Regions from separate parts of the Callithrix jacchus genome. Here region 1 is linked to region 2. Evidence: chromatin contacts called from public Hi-C data. All regions are on one chromosome and are shown on one strand. The core of a region is the stretch at or near the end of the contact, and the rest is flanking DNA. Distances in the headings are between cores, read along the strand shown. Region 1 holds the start of SAXO6 (stabilizer of axonemal microtubules 6). Region 2 holds the start of RAP1B (RAP1B, member of RAS oncogene family).

What was found. A called contact is a pair of places that touch in the nucleus more often than the background predicts.
Region 1: a contact with region 2 is called in a Hi-C map of skeletal muscle, with 3 times the contacts expected there. The contact joins the promoter of SAXO6 here to the promoter of RAP1B in region 2. A contact is called at or near these places in 2 of 3 Hi-C or Micro-C datasets (both in skeletal muscle).

The regions. Positions count from the first base shown.
Region 1 is chr9:50,795,994-50,802,981 of calJac240_pri, reverse strand. It overlaps SAXO6 (stabilizer of axonemal microtubules 6), which reads right to left and starts at 3,960. Exons shown (of 15, transcript XM_078338040.1): 1 at 3,823-3,960; 2 at 2,698-2,812. The coding sequence starts at 3,840.
Region 2 is chr9:50,522,420-50,529,246 of calJac240_pri, reverse strand. It overlaps RAP1B (RAP1B, member of RAS oncogene family), which reads left to right and starts at 2,710. Exons shown (of 9, transcript XM_078336108.1): 1 at 2,710-2,839.

The DNA of each region.
Region 1 (6,988 bases), core at 2,711-5,210, 270 kb before region 2:
CTTAATTAAAGATAAAACAGACTTTTTTCCTCACAGAAAATAATTCTAATTTGGCCAGTTACTTTCCCAGTGGATTCTGACTTTGCCAACTGTATGATACATATTTTCCATAAATGGAATGGGCTAAATTGACAGTTCCAAAGTTTTTACAAAATATATGTAAAACATATGAGCACTATGAATATACCAGAAGTTATATCATTCAAAACTATTAATACAAATTTATTACAAAAAAAAAATCAATGTAGAAATGTGTGATGGGGGCACAATGTTTTTCTAAATTTTTCTAGGAAGTATAAAAGCAAAAAAGCTTGAAGATCACCAATTAGACTTCTCTCTGCTTTAACACAGAGGCAGGTTTTTGGTAGAAGAGCAAAATGAAAGAAGATGCTTAAGTTGGTCTGCTGTTGTCTCTCAGCACCAGCAAATCCCCAGGGTAAAAATATACTACTCTAAAAGAAAGTACAGTCAGTCCTGGGTAATACTGCTGGTTTTTTTTGCTAACCTCCCACCTCCTGTTCTGAGCAATATGGAGTTCTTGCTCGGTCCCTCCCCCTGACCTAAAATTCCCCACTAACGTTCCTCCTCTAGTTCATTTCTTCCTTCATTACATACCATGCTGTGGCTTTGCTCCTATGGTCTCATTTCATCACCTTCCCCTCAAATGCAGCAGATCTAAACTGAAATGTTATTGGACAACTATGCAGTTTAACAAATTTTCCAGTGTCATAATTGCCCTGCAGGCTCTCAGCAGAGTGGGGTATCTACGCTTTAACAGAGATTTATTTGGATTCTTAATCTAATGGAGGCTCGTTTATGTGGCATTTCTGGTCATTTGTAAAAACAGAATTTTACAGGATTTGTAGAAAGAGGGATTTTTCCTAGCACCTTGCTGGAGAAACAGGGATACCCAGTCTCTGAAGTTTGGCTCTGGGTCAGATCATGATGCTTCAGGGAAACCCTAAAAGAGACACCCACTCTTGCTCACTCTTCCCTTTATTCTCCAAACCTAATCCTGAAAATACCTCTGCATCTTCCTAACTTCTCAGGCTTGGTAAACTACCCATAAGTCTTTTCCTGGCTTCAAACATCTAACATTTATGTGACTTAACTGCCCGCTTGCACACATCACATGTAGGACACTAAGTACTGATCCATGTACATGAAGCAGGCCCTTAATATGCAACATTTTATTTAACCCTCCTAGTAATCCTAGGAAGTAATTTTAGGATTGCTTCCTAAAATCTCACTTGGTGAAATCAGCTCAATTAGCCCCACATCACACAGCTATTGTGGATTCAAATTTAGGCTTATTCATTCATTCAAAAATTAGTACTAGGTAGGAACAAGGTGGTGAATAAGTTCTAATATGCTGGTAAGTAGGAATTAAACAAGCAGGTACAATGAAATCAGTCTGTCTCCTTTCTCTTCTATAGGCCTCTAGGAAACCCTGGCCCAGGACTCTGACTTCTCTGGAATACAGGGAGGAGGCATGTGTGATAACAAGAATATGACCTCTGAAATAATTTGTTTTGCACAAAACAGACTTGATTTCAAATCACTGTTCTGCCACTTACTAGCTGAAAAGCTGGGGAAAGCAATCTAATCTTCCTAAGCTTTTATTCCTCAAGACCTTGGGAGCACTCTTCCCCTGCCTTGTCCCTTCAGCTTTCAGGTCACAGCTCAAATATCACTTCCTCAAAATAAGCCTTTCCAAACCATCTAATCTAAAGTTTTCCCTCCAATCCACCCCTCCCCCATGTTACCTATCACACTTCCCTACAATTTTATATAAAACCCTGAAATTCCCTTATTTATTGGGTGACTTGCTAACTGTTTCTCTCCACAGTTAAGGGACTTTGTTTCAGGGCTATATCCCTAGTGTTCCCAGACCAAACTGAGGGTCAGGCTGCTATTTCTCGTGGCCAATAAAAGATGCAAAGGAACTAGGGAGGAAAAGAGTTTTTATTTCAATAACAGGTTACAGTGAGAAGGCCTGGAAATTACTACCATATAAACCCAAATTTACAAAGTTTTTCAGAGCTTATATACCTTAAGTGTTCATTCATCTAAGGACATAAGTGATTATCTTCTTTTAATCTATAACTAAAGTCTGAGTCCTGAAGACCTTTTTCTGGAGCCTCAGTAAATTTACTTAATCGAAGTAGGTCTAGTGCTGAGGTGATTACCCTTATCTTGTCTCCTGCTAAATCACAGACGTTTGGGGAGTTCTTTCAGGTCTCCAATAAACTTGTTTGTTGAGGCCTTGGGAGTTTCTTCAGACCCCCAGTAAAATTTGTTTAATCCTAAAAGGGTCCTGTTAAGAATTCCTTATTTTGTCATGCTTTACAGCCCAGGAAAGGCGTAGGCAAAACTCTTGATGAACTTCTGTTACATCCCAGCCTTTGACTAAGAGCACTGGCTTTTTTTAGCTTTTAATATTTAACTTAACCACTCGGTCAATACTGAAAGTTATGATGGAGGCCTGCATTAGTGAAACCTGGCCTGCCCCACTAGCAGCTGGGAATAGTCCTAGCTCATAGTAAACCTTCAATAAATATTTGATTAATAAATGAATAAATCAACCAGGAACTGAACTTTTAATAAATCATTTGGTAAACTTAACCAAAGGTTCAATTAGCCCAAGTTATAACAGCTTAGCCCAAGTCAGAAGGGGTATTAGCTTGCTCAACTTACCTAACTGATCTGATCTAAGTCCAGCCCACGGGTACTTTTGCCCCACGGAGGAATTACAAGATTCTGACAAATAAGACTTTTTCCACAGGAAATTCCTCTGGTATTCACTCAGCCCCTGTAATGCAAAGTACACTTTCAGTATAGTGCAATTAAGGAATGACGTTTTAAAGCAGACATTAGTTAAAAAAAATAATTTCTGAACCTCCCAAGAGAGACTTCAGACTGAAAATTAAACACAGACGAGCTCCTTAATAAGAGTTAATATTTACCCAGCCCTATGCTAAGCAGTTCACACGTGTTATATCCTTTAATCCTCAACACCACTTGAGGCAGATGCTAGCAGGAATCCCAGACTCAGAAGTTAGCTATCCTTTCACTTGTTATGATTCCAAAGCATGAGTTCTTGTCGGATAACTAGTAACAATCTAAATTCTCATCATTCTAGATTTATCCCAAGTGTTCACCGAATACACAATATATGCCTAGGACCTTTTGCTATTTGGTAAATCAACAAAAGACAAACTTCCCTTCCATTCTGATATACAAGCCTTTAAGATAAATGAAGAGTCAGGAGCTGTGGGACGCTGCAGCCACCTGTTAAGTTGCAGGGTGCTAGTCCCTGACAGCTACCAGCTACCTGGAACTTTTAACATACGCTAGCACAAAATGCACGATGAAAAATATGTATTTCTTTATACCCCGTCCTTACTAAGAACCCATTTCTCCAGCCTTTAAACTCCACATACACTAAAGTTTTAAAAGTAATGGGGGTTAAATGCTAAACCCTATCTGAGTTGCCTTTAATGCTCTTTGCAAAGTGACCTCCTCCCATCTCCACTCCTCTTGAGTTCTCCGAAGTAAATCTATCTCGCACCATCTGACTCTTCCGCACACGGCAACTTGGAAACTGAGTGAGCGGAGAGGAAGCTGGGTAAGACCCGGCGGGCAGATTCTGGGGCCTGGCAGGCAGGCCCCGGGGCTGGCAGCTTCAGGCAGGCCCCGGGGCTGGCAGCTTCAGCCGGGCCGAGGACTGAGTCGCAGAAAAGCAGCGTGACCTCGGCGCTCCGCACCAGCCCCACCGCGGCTCCTACCAGTCACATTCCGGCCCGGGAACCCCAGCCTCACCTTGAACCGCACAGGCATGTTGCCCGGCGCCGAAGTCCCAAGCCACTCGGACAGTTAACGGGACAAAAAGCTCCGAGGGGGCGGGGCGATAACAGTCGGTTCCCTAGCAAAGGCAGGGCCCGGCGTCCCCGACTACGCGCCGGCGCACTCCGCGCTTCCCGCCTAGAGCCCTGTCGCTGTTTTCCCCCGCCCATCTTAGAGCCTAAGGGCCAATAGAGACTCGCAGAGTGCCTTACCGCCATTAGAATTTGACCAATGAGTGCCCGAAAGGGAGCCGCCCACCTCCTGTGATAAATCCTGGGCGGCTGATAGAGATGGCGGGCGGAAGGACTCCCAATAAGACTCCCGGAACCGGGCTGGGCGGGACCCCGGTAGTGCCGCCCTGGGTTGGGTGGACTGGCCCCTGGTTCGCGGTCTCCCGCGCAGCAATGCGTCTGGCTGCTGGTGGAATTCGCCGGCCCAGGTACTTGACAGCATCAGACGTGAAAGTGCGTTCTTAATTCTAAAATCTATGACAGAACCGAACGCTTCTTTTTCTGACAGGAAAATGCTCAGATGTATTCTGCTGAATATCGGTTCATACAGCCGACAGCCGCATTACAGTTTATTGTCACATCAAAAGGGAAAGGCCAAAAATAAATATAGTTTAGGCAGGATTTTTGAAACTTTATTGAAACTCGAAAGACAAAGTGCTGTCTCTTCCTCAAGTGATGTTCTTCCTCCCTCAATCTCTACCCTCCCCAAAATGATCTACATACAGCGCTTAGATGAGGAAACGTTTATTAAAGATGCTTGTGAGACTCAACTTCCAAACCTTTAGCCTTGTCTCTCCTCTCACCCTTTTTTTAAAAACAAAACTTCATCTGATTTTAATAGACTATTGCCATCATCGTCGATAAATATTTCTTGACAGAACACTGCTGATTCTGAGAATTGGGAAAGAAAGAAACTGTTCAGATAGTTTTCTAATATACTTGGGAAGGACGTACATATATTTATTCAATAATGGTGTAATGAAATGTGTCAAATGAAAGGTGCCAGTGATAAGGGCTACAGGAACTGGGAGCAGGGAGTCATTTCTGAGGGCAGAAAATGCCTCAGGAGGAAATATTCAGACTGAAAGGACTGCAATAAATAAAAAGTGGGATGATGAAAGGGAATAGAATACTGCAAGTCTTCTTTCAGGAACAACAAATGACTGCCTTTTACATTTGTCATGTGTTGACTGAATAAAAGTATACCTCTCTTAAACTTTCAAATATCAACACCAGTCCTTGCTGCTTCCTGGTAAGCATTTTCTGCAAAAGCTGTCTTCCCGAATCCTGATTGATGTCTCTATTCTTCATCATCACTGAGATACTTAAAAATTCATTTGAAGAAGCCACCTGATATCTGGAACAAAGAGCATATTAAATTAGTCCTGATGCAGCTATGCATCCAGGGGGCCCTTGAATAATGTTAATTGGTGATGACAGCATCTCTGTCGTGTAAATTAAGAATGGCACGAACAAGACACAGTGGAACATAAAACAAAAGTCATCTCTGCAGGAAGGCTGCCCATCTTACAGGGTAAGAAAAGCACAACTCTGGTTGTACACACTGCTTTGTTACCACAAAATGCTAAGGTGAAATCAGCAAAAGCAAATGTGTAGAATGTAGCCTGTCTGCTAAACAAGGGCAATGATCACTGAAGAAGAGCTCTGCTGAGCAGGGAGTAAATGACAGGAAAACCAAACAGCAGATGGTAAACATAACTTAGTCACATCCCAGGCTTCCTAGCGATGCATCATAAAGACTTAAGAAAGAAGATTTTACTTTGCTATTGTTAAACAAAAGCCTACCCCAGTTTAAGAGGCAAAGATAGAGAAATGAGGAAAAGAAAGTGACAACCTTATAGTAAATGAGTTTTGTAGCTTGTGTTTTACCAACTCTTATCTTCTCTGCTACTGCAGGAAACAGTACCCAGTACCCTACAAAGTTTCACCCATGTTTTGGGGAGTCCCTAGGAGGTATTTCCCGTGTGCTCACAGCAACCACAGAGTGTGTGCCCAGCAGCACTGCTGCTTGTCCCAATAGCCATGCATCTGTAGGTGTCACCCTTGCTACTGGCTGTCACAGCCACTTTACCTTGATACTGAGTCTCCACTGGGCATAGTAACTGGGCACAGCCACTCCTCAAACTGCCTGGCATTGGTGGTAATCTACAGCAAAGCACCTCTCCTTTTTGCATTACCTTCTTTGAAGTGAGTAACACTATATCTTAGAGAGCCTTCTTTTCATTTGTATTTTAGGCTTTCTCAACTCCAAAGGGCTCAAAATGAAGTCCTTGGAGTCTAGGCCAAAAAGCAACTCCTCAAGTGACAGATGTCATGCTGTGCTTCTCTCTCCCACTAGCTGAGCCCTCTTACTGGGACAATGGTATTACACCTGGCTCACTCTTCCCTTCACTGATTTCTCTGTTTCTAATACAAAGATTTCTGTCTATCGCCTGTGAGAGACTGAATTTGCACAACCTCTATGAAAGGCATTTTGGCAGTTAGATCCAGGAGTTCCTCTTCTATTAATTTGTCTTATAGATAGACTCACACAGATGTGAAAAAAAATTAATTTAAGGTTGTTTAATGTACTATTTCTAGTTACAAAAGGTTGAAAACAACCTTTTAGAGAGAACTAGTCAAATACATTACGGTTCATCCAAATACAAAGAGTACTGCAAGCTGTTCTTCTTTAGGCCTTCTGATCCTGCACAGATACATTAGGTCCAGTCAGGAAAACAGACCCTACCCTAGGCATTTCAACAAAAAGAACTTAATATAAGCTATTGGTTCATTAGTTACTGGAGAACTTAAAGCCAAAAGGAGAAATAGAGAAGAGGACATCCAGGAAGCAGCTCACACTCTAAGGCTGAGAGAACAAAAAGAAAATGTTGAGGTTACTAGAATGCGGAGGTTTGTAGGAGAGGCCTCCTGGAGTTGGTCAGACCTCTGAGAAAGGGTCACTGCCCCACTGGTGGGGTGCCTCTGAGGAGACAAAATGAGACTGCCTCTGGGAATGTCTGGAAAAGAGAAAAGCTGGAGACTGCAATCAACTGCCACTGTGGAGTAGAAGATCACTGTTCAGGTGCTGCAGGGACAGCAAGCAAAACAGAGCACATCAGTCTTTCCCT
Region 2 (6,827 bases), core at 1,461-3,960:
AGTGGGAAGGGGCATTCCAGGCAGAGGAAATCATTCACCTATGCACAACAGAGAGATGGGGAAGCAAATTATTTGGGCAAGATGAAAACTCCACCATCCATTCTGACTGTAAAACAGTTTTAAGTGAAAGGGAAAAGTGAGACAAAAGGATTAACTTTATTTTGGTAGAGTAGGGGAGTAATTGAAGGTTTTTTGGGGGAGGGAGTGACTTGCTTGGTATGCTTTAAGATAATCATCTGGCAACAATGTGTGGAATCAGGAACAGACTGGAGGCCACCAGACTGCAAAAGTCCCGGAGATGAGTGTACCAACCTAAAGCTGGCAACTGAAAACCCACTAAGTATGGTCTTAGTTGAAATGGAAAGGCGGAAACACAATGAAACCCCTTGCCGAATTACTTTCTAACAGACGTGCCAATTGATGGATTATTCAAGAGCCGAGAACTAAGTGTCAGGCATAAAGATTGAGTAATTTAAATTATAGTGATACAATTAACAAAGAAAAAGGAAAAGAAACTGGTTTGGTTACAAAGACCATGAGTTCAGTTTGCACATATGACCAGTGCAAGTTGCCAGAGGAATATCCTGGAGAAGAAGTCAAGGAGATAAATAGGAACAAGAGGCTCAAAGTGAAAAGTGAATTCAGTGCTAAGAGATGCAGATTATGGTATTCTCTGCATAGTGATAACAGTTTAATACAAATACAACGTCTGATAAGAGAAAATGTGTTTTTAATTAAATAAACTATTTTACACATTCTCTCAAACTCTAAAAATCAATCTTCTAAAACTAATTTCTTTCTGGAAAAAAAAATCAATTGCCCAAAGGACAAAGAGGTTTTTTTTAAAGAAAGAAAGAAAAGAATGAGTGAGCACAGTGTTCCCATGTAACACTTCTGTGAATTCAAAGTTTCAGACTTCTCAAATGTTTACACAATAATTGAAAAGTTAGTAAAGTCAAATTTATTTGCAATTCACTCATTCAGAAGTTACAATAATTCCAATGGACTGCTCTGAAATTTGCCTTTGAAACTTTCAATTAAAAAGGGTTTTCTGAAATAATGGATGTTAAGTGTTCTCATCAAAAAATGGTGACTTGGCTGGGAGCAATGAGTCACGCCTGTAATCCCAGCATTTTGGGAGGCTGAGGCGGGTGGATCACCTGAGGTCAGGAGTTACAAACCAGCCTGGCCAACATGGCGAAACCCCGTCTACACTAAAAATACAAAAATTAGCCAGGCGTGGTGGCGCACGCCTGTCATCCCAGCTACTCGAGAGGCTGAGAGAGAATTGCTGGAACCCAGGAGGCGGAGGTTGCAGTAAGCCAAGATCGTGCCACTGCACTCCACCCCAGGCTACAGAGCGAGACTCTCAAAAAAAAAAAAAAAAATCTATATGTATATAAAACTCTGTAAGGTAATATGTTAATTAGCTAGAGTTAACCGTTCCACAATGTGTACGTTACTTAAACGATCATGTTGTACACAATATATGCAGACAGTAGATAATTTAAAAAACAATTTTTTTCTAAGGAAATAGACATTATCGAAATAGGTAATATATTCAATTAACTTAAATAGTAAAATATAAAACACGGAGAACTGTTATAATTCATTCTCATCTACTCGTTTTACTTAGGTTAGCTTAGTTTTCAATCACTACATATTCTTAAAAGGAGTGAAATTAGTCACATTCCATTTATCAAGGTTTATTAATATTTATTTCAATAATAATTTGTACAGGGCCTGATTAAATTATGAACCAATAAAAGTTAGTCTTAAATGACCCTCAATCCCCACTTTTCCCTCCTCTTTGCTTTCTTAATCTCTTCGACCATCAAAACCGTTTCAACAAAAACTTTGGTAAGTTTCTTGTACTAAGGGTAAAAATGGTAAATTCCCGTGTTAAGTTCCCAGCCATTTTGGAACTTCTGTTTTCTGGTGCCCTTAAGTCACACGATAAACCTACCTGCCTATGGGTAATCCTATGAAGTCACTAAAGCGTCCAGGCCATGCATTTAAATACGCAATTTATTTTAGTCATATAGATAGCGTTGACTTAGGTGCACGGTACAAACTTATTTGGAAATTCAATTTGGTAACTGCGTTTGGCAGGGTAATTCGGAAAGATTTCGACCGGGTTAAGACACCATGGATAAAATATTTGTGAATCCAGGAGAAACGCCATCTCAAGAATGCAAAGACTTGCGGGCCCAGGCTCTCTCCGGGAGCTCTAGGTGTAGAAACTGCGCGTTCTCCGTTACTTCTCGGTTACTTTGCCCAGCACAAAGGACGACGTGAACACACAGACTGGACCAGTTGGTGACTTAACTACGGTTTGCATTAAGCGGCGGCGCCTTTGGGGTTTCGGAGGGTTCCGCTGGAACCTGCTGGGGTCGGGAACACCGACGCGCGGATTCCGCCCACCCGAGCGCCTGCGGGAGCGAGCCTGAAAGTGAGGGACAACGAGAGCAGAATCTCAGCAGACAGGCCACCGAAAGGCAGCTAAGAGACCGCGTGGGCAGGGCCTGCGCTCCGGCTGCGCTGGAGGCCGGCGTTAGGCCGACGCCGAAGACCAGGCGCGTGGCGGCCCCGCCCCCTCGGTTCCCCTCGCCCCGCCCCCTAGGACCCGCCCGCGGGCGGAAGCTGGAGCGAGGCTGAACGCCTGACGTCAAGGCGACACCGCCAAACCTCGCCCAGAGTCAGGCGTGTAAACCAGCCGGAGCGGCGACGGCGGCGGCGGCGGCAGCGGCAGCGGCAGGACCGCCGTGGCGCCGATAGTAGCTACCCGGAGGGAGCGCGGGGCGACGCTGGCTGCAGGGACCCGGTGACAGCGTGAGAGGTTCGCAGAGTGCTTGCGTGGCCGATGAGGGAAGCGGCGGCGGCGACCGCGCGGGGCGGGGGCCGAGCGCCGGCTAAGGGGAGCGGGTGGGGTGCGGTGAGGCGCGGGCCGGGCGCGGCGGTCAGGGGCCCCGGCGGCGGCCGCCCCTCGGCGCGCGGCAGGTGGCGCAAGGGCCAGGCGCCGGGCAGGCGAGCACGCTGACTTGCGGGCCAGCGAGGAGGAGCCGTCGCCGCCGCGGGGGAACAGCGCGCTTTGCGGAAGGGGTCAAATGTCTGAAATATGGCGGAGGAAGTAAGAGCCCGAGGACCCCCCCCCCACCCGCCCGCTCCCTTCAGCCTGCGGCCGCCGAAGCCTCTCCGGCCGCCCTCCTTTCCCCGCTGACGCCCCCGAACACTCGCTCCCCGCCCCGAGCCCCCTCGCCTGTCGCCTGGGTTCCCTCCGTGGTGTGGGTGGAAGTTAGAACGGAAACCAGAAAGTTGTCCTTTGCAAAGACTCAGCTTCCCCCGGCCCTGAGCTATGGCGAGGAGCCTTCGGGGCAAACCACTCCCCGGCGCCCCGCGGGCTTGAGACTGACGGGGAAAAAGTTTGCCTGAAACGGGCTGGCTTGCTCCATTTGTTGCGGGAAGTGGCAGGAGGAAGGCAGCGAAGGGAGCCCCACCTAGTCTGGCAGCAGCCACCGTGTAGAGAAAAACTGTTAAAGGGGCCTTTCCCTTCGTCAGCAAGAGGAAATCTCTCTCTTTTACAGAGGGAGAGAAAATCCAGGAAGTTTGTCCTCTTCTCTTTTTCGCCATCTCGAGGTGTCTAATCCTAAAACTATCAGCGCCATGAATTTAATTTAAAACTATGCCCAATGAACCGGAGTCCTCCGGATTTTTCTTCTAAAAAACCCTTAAGTCTTTTGGAGAAAAGATCATCCTTGCAAGTTAAAACAGATGGTTTCCTTCCCCTTCGCGTTTCTTCCTCCCACTGTCTTTAATAGTTTAGGAAAACGTTTTGGCCCTGTAACTTCTGATTGGTATGAATAGAAGCAGTTCTGTGTGGCAGTAACGGGAAATCACATTTTTACGGGGTAGAAAGTTGACACTACATGAAGATTGTGATTTTAGTATTTTAAACTTAATTCCGTCTAATTGGATTTTGGTTTTGCTGGCAGCATCTAATATATGGGGAGTACTTACAATTTAAAGCTGTGGTAAATTTATTTTTCAGCTCCTTTTGTAATTAGAATACTGTTTGGACTTACTCAACAAGATGTTATCTTAACAAGAAGTAACTTACATAAATTGAAAAGGGAGACATTCATTTAACTTCAAGCCCATATTACCCTTAAAAGCTGACTCTTGAAATAGTATTTATTGAGTCATAGTGGAGTCATGGGACTTTTTAAGGGCCGGAAGGGACTATTTAGATCATCCAGTCCCACCCTGTCATTTTCTGGAGGAGGAAACTGAGGCATAGATAAGATAACCAGTTAGTGGATCTACTGAGCTTTAGGACAGTAGTCTATGCATAAGAGACAACCTGGAAGAAGAAATACATTTTATAGTGAATTACCATTTTCCTAAGAAGAATCGTCCAATATCGCACTTTTAAAAAGTGGGTACCTTAGTCAAATAATGTGGAAAAACCACTTGGGTAGTTTCATCCTCAGGTTTTAGGTAAGGAAACTGATAGTCAGATTAAATAACTTTAAGCACACACAGCCTGAATGATAGTCTTATTTGAGCCCATCTGTGCCTTTAATCTATACTACATTAGTTGTTTTCACTTCATTTCCTTGTTTGACAAGGAAATGACAGTAAATTGTGAAGCTGCTTTATCTGAGGAAGCCATAAAGTAAATCATTTTACTTTATGTATCCAGTTTGTTGTTTTTAATATGCCGGTTATCAGAATACAACTGAAGAACCAATACTAAAAAGACTTAATTTTAAAATGTGGTATGGGGTATGAAAATGATTGCTCTTGCTGAGCATGGTGGCTCACGCCTGTAATCCCAGTACTTTGGGAGGCCTAGTCGAGGCGGGTGGATCACTTGAGGTCAGAAATTTGAGACCAGCCTGGGCAACATGGGGAAACCCTGTCTCTACTAAAAATATAAAACTTAGCAGGACGTGGTGGCACACGCCTGTAATCCCAGCTACTCGGGAGGCTGAGGCATAAGAATTGCTTGAACCCGGGAGGCGGCGGGCACAGTGATCCGAGATTGTGCCACTGTACCCCAGCCTGGGTGACAGAGCTACACCCTGTCTCAAAAAAAAAAAAAAAAAAAGGAAGAAAATGATTGTCTGCTCTTTTACCTTCTTCCACTCCCAACCCCTTAAAAGTCGTCTCTCTTATTTTCTATGACACACACTACTTCCTGCCTCCTGTTGCCATTACATGTTATCTAGTCCATTGAATTGTAAATTCCAACCACAAGATACATGTTCTTTTGTATGCCTTAAAACACTGGCATGGTGCCTTGCAGTAGACACTCAACACCAGTTAAATGTAAGTACCATGAGGGTAGGGACTTGATCCATTTAATTCTTAACAGTATTCTTCCTTCCTAGCACTTTGTCTGGGTCCAGTGTAATGGTTAGCATTTGAATTTAGGGATTAATGGTATTGAACATTGAAAGAGGATATTTGAAGAGAACAGTGTAGTCCTTCAAAAAAAAAAAAGAATTCTGTATTGGCTTTGGAACCTCTTTTACTTGACAAATTAATTTTTGTTTTATCCTCAAAACAATTCTTTTCAGTGAATTCCACTATTTTCTCTTAGCTGTATAAAGGTAAAGTGACACCCCTCCCATAGTAAAGAGCCACCATGTAAGGAGGTTCTAGCAAAGAATCATTAAAATAACTAGATCCATTTTTGTAAGGATCCTTTCAAGTGTTTCTTCCTAATTCAAGATTGGTGGAAGGTCTATGCAGAGATTAATAACATGGTAACTAATTAGACATGTTATTTTAAATGCAGTCTAAGATTTGGATGAAAAGTTCACATTCAGGTTTTTTTGCCTTTCGTCGTAGGTACTCGATAAATATTTATTGAGGTAGTAAAATTAATGTGAAATTGGATCTGATAGAGAATTTGACTGATTTTACAAAGATGTCCATTTACTTTTTCCCCAAAAGTATTGTTTAAATAGGCTGTTTTATTATCGACTATCAGGCAGCTCTTATTGATTTGCATCATTTCCTTAAAGATATAAAATACTGTGTTTCTCTGTATGTGTTGCTAAAGAGGAGGTTGGGTATTGATCTGCAGTGTCTAGATTTGACTGGTACTAGTAGTAATTTAGCATTTATGAATTAGCTATTCACTGCTATTTTATAGCAGTGATGTCACATGTTCACTCTATAGAAAAATTAAAGACTGGTCTTTCTAAAACTTTCTAAGACATAGGTTGTGACTAAAAATATGCCCCGGGTTTTTTTCCCTCTCCTGTCATTATTGAGAACTCCATGATATTACACTGAAGTTTTTATTGTTATCCTTTCAAACTGAATTTATTTTAGAACAAGTTAAGACAGTTTGGCTGATGCAGTGATTCATTGTAACATTGAACGAAATTTTTAGTTCAGCCCTCTATAAACAGGAGTACTGTACCATGGCTTACTCTTGTGCTGGAGGCTAATGTTTTTCTATGTTCATAGATATTTTGCAATGGTATTGAAAGGTACTAATTACCATGTGAAGTCTTAAGTCTTTTATTGGTTCTTTGTAAATCTCGTGAGCACAGTGGAAGCAGTAGCTACAAAGAATACAGTGAATTTATCCATTTGCACTAAAAACGGACTTGTATATAATCTGTTGTACTTTGAACCCAGTTGAGCACTGGATTCTAAAGCAAGTCTCTTTGGTTGTAGAGAGTCTATTTTAAACCAGAAAAATTATCAGGAACTTCTGTGCTGCCTTGAAAACATCACTTTAAAATTCACCAGCAACAAAAAAATCATATTACTTATTTTCCGTATTTCCTTTTTTTTTTTTTTTTTTT